Regions from separate parts of the Sus scrofa genome. Here region 2 is linked to region 1. Evidence: chromatin contacts called from public HiChIP or PLAC-seq data. All regions are on one chromosome and are shown on one strand. Each heading gives the region's core, a stretch centred on a gene start, on an enhancer-like site or on the middle of the called end of the contact. The rest is flanking DNA. Distances are from core to core; before and after follow the strand shown.

Region 1 (2,759 bases), core at 2-2,501:
TTCTCTCTGGGCCTCATTCCTTCACCCAGGCCGGTGAGAGGAACCTGAAAGGGCTCCACACTGGGCCTGCCTGGAGCCAGTCGTCAGCGAGCGTCTGCCATCATGCAATGTCGCCTCCTCAGAGGGGCCTCTGACTCTCTGCACCCGTCACCTCCACCTCCTCCTGCTTGGTTGTCCTCTGTGCACTGATCCCAGCTGTAAATATTTATGTGACTGTCTCCCCTCGTGGAATGTCAGCTCCAGGGCTCACCGCCGAGCCCCCAGTCCCCACAGCAGCGCCTGGTACCTAGTAGAGTAGGCTCTCAGTAAATATTTATTCAGTGCTCACCGCTGGCCAGAGCTGCCCTCGCCTGGTCTTATCCTCAAACATCCGAGATGCTCAGCGGGGGGAGCTTGGCCCACAGAACTAGAACTGGACCTAGATACTGCTTTCTGACTCAGTGCCTACTTGGCCAGGGCCTGGGGCACCTCTTTTTGGGGCATGTTGTATGCCCAGCTGGCCTTCCCCTCAGGGCAACACTGGCCATCCTGCCCCAGAGCAGACTGCCCACCCCTTCCTCCCCCGCCCGCCTGCAGGTTTTGTGAGGGGAAGGAGAGGTGGCTGTACACTGGGCCCACATCCTGCCGCCACCCCAGCATTACCCCAGAGGCCAGTTCTTTGTAAAGCCTGCTCACCTTCACCCCGTGTCCTGCAAACCACAGATCAATAAGCACAACCTGCTGTGGTAGGTCCCTGTGCAGAAGCCACCTTGTTCTGGGGTGGCACCAGTGGCGTGGAGTCAGGATCTAGGTACAAATCTTGGCCTTGCCTGGTGGCCATGTGACCTAGGACAGACCCTCCCATTCTCTGAGCCTCAGCTTCCTGATCTTTGAAAGGGGAGGCTCCCTGAGGCTTGGGCAAAATCAGCACTCCTGTAGGCTGAAGGCTGAGCCTGAGCCAGGCAGGGTACCTGTCCTGGAATGGGGGTCTCTGGGGATAGACACAAGACTTCTTGGGGGCGGGGTTGAGGTTATCTCATGGAAGGGGGGGTGGGCCTTGCCTACAGACACTGAACCCAGGAGATAACAAGCCCTGTCCCCAGAGTCATCCTGCTGAAAACAATTCCCCAACAGAACTCACTTTCACTAGAACCACATTACCATCACTCATTGTTTCGACTTTGTTCCTGGCCAAACAATGCCGGGCTTCCTGGCTGACCTCACTGGGGCGAGCCACCAGGACTCGGAGGCCAGGCTGGTCAGCATCTCCAGCCGAGCCTGCCCTGCCCTTGGCTGAGGCTGCCTGGGATGACCCAAGCCCATGATCTGACCAAAGAGGACACACTGGGTGTGTGGCCACATGATGTTGTAGAAACTGGAATTTGTGTATGCGTGTACATCTTAGATTTCAACACCTCTCCAGAAATTGGAGCATCTGCCCCAGTGGCCCCGATCCCAAAGGCAGCCACTGGAGCTGGAGCTGAGAGCTGCCAGCGCCTGGAACCCAGACTCCCTTATGCTGCAGGCCCTTCCCCACTGGACCCTGTCCTTTGCCTGCCAGGTCCCTGGAGGCCTCTGAGCTTGTCATGCTTGAGTTAGCCTGACTTAGGAATAGATAACCAAGAGAGAGGATACAGACCGCATGATTCCATCAAATGATTCAATCTTTTAAATGTGTACCTTTTTATGTAAAAGCATCTTTAAAAAGCCTTTTTTATTACTCAATGAATTTATTACATTTATAGTTGTACAGTGATCATCACAGCCCAATTTTATAGCATTTCCATCCCCCAACCCCAGCGCATCCCCCCACCGCACTAACTGTCTCCTTTGGAAACCATGAGTTTTTCAAAGTCTGGGAGTCAGTATCTGTTCTGCAAAGAAGTTCAGTCTGTCCTTTTTTCAGATTCCACATGTCAGTGAAAGCATTGGATGTTGGTGTCTCATTGTATGGCTGACTTCACTTAGCATGATAATTTCTAGGTCCATCCATGTTGCAAAAAAATGCCGGTATTTCATTCCTTTTAATGGCTGAGTAATATTCCACTGTGTATATGTACCACATCTTCTTGATCCACTCCTCTGCCAGTGGACATTTAGGTTGTTTCCATGTCTTGGCTGTTGAAAATAGTGCTGCAATGAACATTTGAGTACATGTGTCTTTTTGAGTCATGGTTTTCTCTGGGTAGATGCCCAGGAGTGGGATTGCTGGATCAAGTGGTGGGTCTATATTTAGTTTTCTGAGGCATCTCCATACTGCTTTCCACAGTGGTTTCACCAATTTACATTCCCACCAGTGTAATAGGGTTCCTTTTTTCTCCACACCCTCTCCAGCACTTATTGTTTGTACACTTTTGATGATGGCCATTCTGGCTGGTGTAAGGTGGTACCTCATAGTGGTTTTGATTTGCATTTCTCTAATGATGAGTGATGTTGAACATCTTTTCATGTGTTAAAAAACCAAAAGGCCATCTGTATGTCTTTGGAGAGTTGTTTGTTTAGACCTTCTGCCCATTTTCTGATAGGCTTGTTTGTTTTTTTGGTATTGAGTGATAGGAGTTGGTTATAAATTTTGGAGATTAATCCCTTGTCAGTTGATTCATTTGCAAAGATTATCTCCCAGTCTGTGGGTTGTCTTTTTGTATTGTTTAGGGTTTCCTTTGCTGTGCAGAAACTTTTAAGTTTAATTAGGTCCTATTTGTTTATTTCTGTTTTTACTGCCATTACTCTAAGAGGTAGATCTGAGAAGATGTTGCTGTCATTTTTGTCAGAGAGTGTTT
Region 2 (2,700 bases), core at 102-2,601, 130 kb before region 1:
ATCCATCTCCAGCAACGTTTGTCCAGGCAGGTCTCAGGCCAGATGGACTTGGGCTGACTGAGTGTTCTGGGAGTCAGGCCTTGGGAATCTGGGGGGCAGCCAGTGGCAGCCCTGAAGTCCCATGTGTGCCAGACCACCTTGGCACCAGGATGGCTCACAGTCCCCAAGGTAGGGGCAGTGAGTGGAAGAGCATGCATACTGGGTCAGGATGCTGCAAACACCAGAGCATATGGTCTGGCATGTCTATGAACTCACAACAGCCCACCTCCTAGTGGTTTCCTTCCTGTAACATAACAGTGACAGCTCACGTAGCTGAGCCAGCACCCCTATGAGAATTTTATGCACATTAATTAATTCATCCTCTCAACAATACTACCAGTTCTGTGCTGGAGTTACACCCTCCAGCCAGAGGCCTCACTACTCCTCACCAGGGCCCAGCATCGCAGTGGGGATTGTGGTCCTGAGAATCAAGCAGGAATCTGTGTGGTTAGCCAGGAGGTCCCGGGTGCTACAGGACTGCCACCTGCATGTGAGACCCTGAGCAAATTGCTTCCCCTGTGCCTCAGCGTCCTCCTGTGTGACCTTTCCAGGAGGGGCCGTGGGTTAGTCCCTGAGGGGCAGTGGTCAGTATCCACAGCTGTGGTGGCTGTATTTTTCACCTTTCTTCATAGTTGCCATGGACATGAAGGATGCGTGGCTTCCCAGCCCTGCCAACCAGAGCCGGGTGCCCTCCCTGTCCCGTCACACATTCTTTTGTGTCTCTAGCCTCCCCTGAGCTCAGTAAAATCCTGCCTTCTGATAAAATCTTCATCCACGGAGACACTCGTCTCCCTTCTGGACTGTCCTTTGATGCTGTCAGAGATGAACAGATCCACTCCTCTCCCTGTGACCTCAGGTCCCACTCTTAGCTCTTCAATAATCAAGTCAAAAGTTGTTAAGTGTAACAGACACCCACAGTGTAAAATATGAAAGTCTCAAGAGGAAACTTGAAAAATCAGGTTTCCTCTCTCTCTGTGCCCCTACCATCCAGCCCCCTCCCCTGTGGCTCCAATATTCCCAGTGCCTTGTGTCTGTTTCCAGAAATACTGTATTCTGTCATTGACAAGAATGACTCCTGCATTTATATCATACAGACAGGCTCTCTCCACACAATATTCTTCACCTTGCTTTTAAACAGCTGAAAACAAACAAACAAAAAATCAAATTGAGCAAAGTAGTTCCAAACCAACACTACTTGAAATTTTTTTAATTTTGAAATAGTTTAAGACTCACAAGAAGTTGCAAAAATAGCACAGAGAGTTCCCGTGGACCTTTCCCCTGCTTCCCCTGCTCCCCTCGGTGATGTAATGGTCATGCATTGTCAAAACCAGGAAACTGACATCGGTACAATATCATTAGCTCAAAATCAGACCTTATTTGGATTTCTCCAGTTTTTACATGCAATAATTGTTTTGTTTTCTGGTGCATAGTTCTATGAAATTTTATCACATGAATAGATGTTGTAACCATCAGGATATAGAAGTGTTCCAATTGCCTCAAAGAAATTCCCTCATGTTAACACTTTATAATCACACCCTTTCCCAAGCCGATTCCCTGGTAACCACTGATCTGTTATCACTATATCACTTTGGCAGTGTTATATAAATGGTTATCATATAGTATATACTCTTCTGAGGTTGGCATTTTTTGCTTAGTATAATGCCTTTGAGATCACTTTAATTTGTTGTTTATCAATAATTCATTCCCTTTTATTGCTTTGTAGTATTCCATTTAACTGACACACCTTATCCATTCACGGGTTGAAGGACATTTAGATTGTTTCTGGTCTTTGGTTATGACAAATCAAGCTGATATGAATGTTTTAGACAAGTTTTTACATGAAGCTAAGTCTTCATTTTTCTAGGAGAAATACCCAGAAGTGTAATCGTTGAGTTGCATGGTAAGCTTACGGTTAACTGACTCAGAAACTACCCAAATAGTTTCCAGAGTGCCTTACCTCTTTACATCTCCACCAGACAGGTTTGAGAGTTCCTGTCGCTCTGTGTCCTTATCAGCCTTTGATACTGTTAGCATGTTCTATTTTAGCCACTTTAGTAGGTTTGTAGAGTCTGCTCACAGAACTGTCTTGCATTTCCCCAGTGAATAGCAATTGGAGCATCTTTTCTTGTGCTTATCTCCTGCCCATATATCCTCCTTGGTGAACTATCTGTTCAAAATTTTTGCCCATTTTCTAATTGAATGGTTTGTTTTCTTACTCTTGGGTTTAGAATATTCTCTCTATATTCTAGGTACATTCCTTCTAGGAATACGGGGTTTGCATGTACTTTCTCCCAGTCTGTGGCCTGCCTTTTCATCCTTTTAGCAGAGCCTTTTGCAGAGCACATATCTTTCATTTTGCTGAGGTCCAGTTTATCCTTTTTTTCTTTCTATGGCCCGTGCCTTTGTGTCATGTCTGGACACCTTGCCTTTAACCTACTCTATCTGTAGATTGTTCCACATCAGCATGTAAAGAGCTTCCTCGTTGTTTCTGTGGCTGGGAGGGTACCAGTGTACAAATACAGCATCATTTATTTAACCATCCCCAAGGGGACCTCGCTGTCCAGACTCGTTCTGGGCATTAGTGCCATAGTAACTACCTGAGAGCAGGCAGCATTCTCACTCTATAGCTTCACCTGCCTGCAGGACACATTTCTGGAAGAG

The links. HiChIP or PLAC-seq counts read pairs in DNA pulled down with a chosen protein or histone mark.
Region 2: a contact with region 1 is called in an H3K27ac HiChIP or PLAC-seq map of alveolar macrophages. The contact joins two enhancer-like sites. A contact is called at or near these places in 1 of 47 Hi-C or Micro-C datasets (embryonic fibroblasts) and 2 of 2 datasets of contacts at active chromatin or transcription factors (alveolar macrophages and skeletal muscle).

What each region holds. Positions count from the first base shown.
Region 1 is chr13:70,139,638-70,142,396 of Sscrofa11.1, reverse strand. It overlaps a transcript of SLC6A6 not described here. Among named protein-coding and RNA genes, the nearest start is that of SLC6A6, 7.2 kb to the right of the region's middle. Within about 2 kb of position 1,251, at least 19 of the 83 cell types and tissues checked have an H3K27ac peak or open chromatin away from gene starts, as enhancers often do. A contact at or near this core is called in alveolar macrophages, where this site is marked.
Region 2 is chr13:70,272,957-70,275,656 of Sscrofa11.1, reverse strand. No RefSeq gene overlaps it. Among named protein-coding and RNA genes, the nearest start is that of LSM3, 74 kb to the left of the region's middle. Within about 2 kb of position 1,351, at least 7 of the 83 cell types and tissues checked have an H3K27ac peak or open chromatin away from gene starts, as enhancers often do. A contact at or near this core is called in alveolar macrophages, where this site is marked.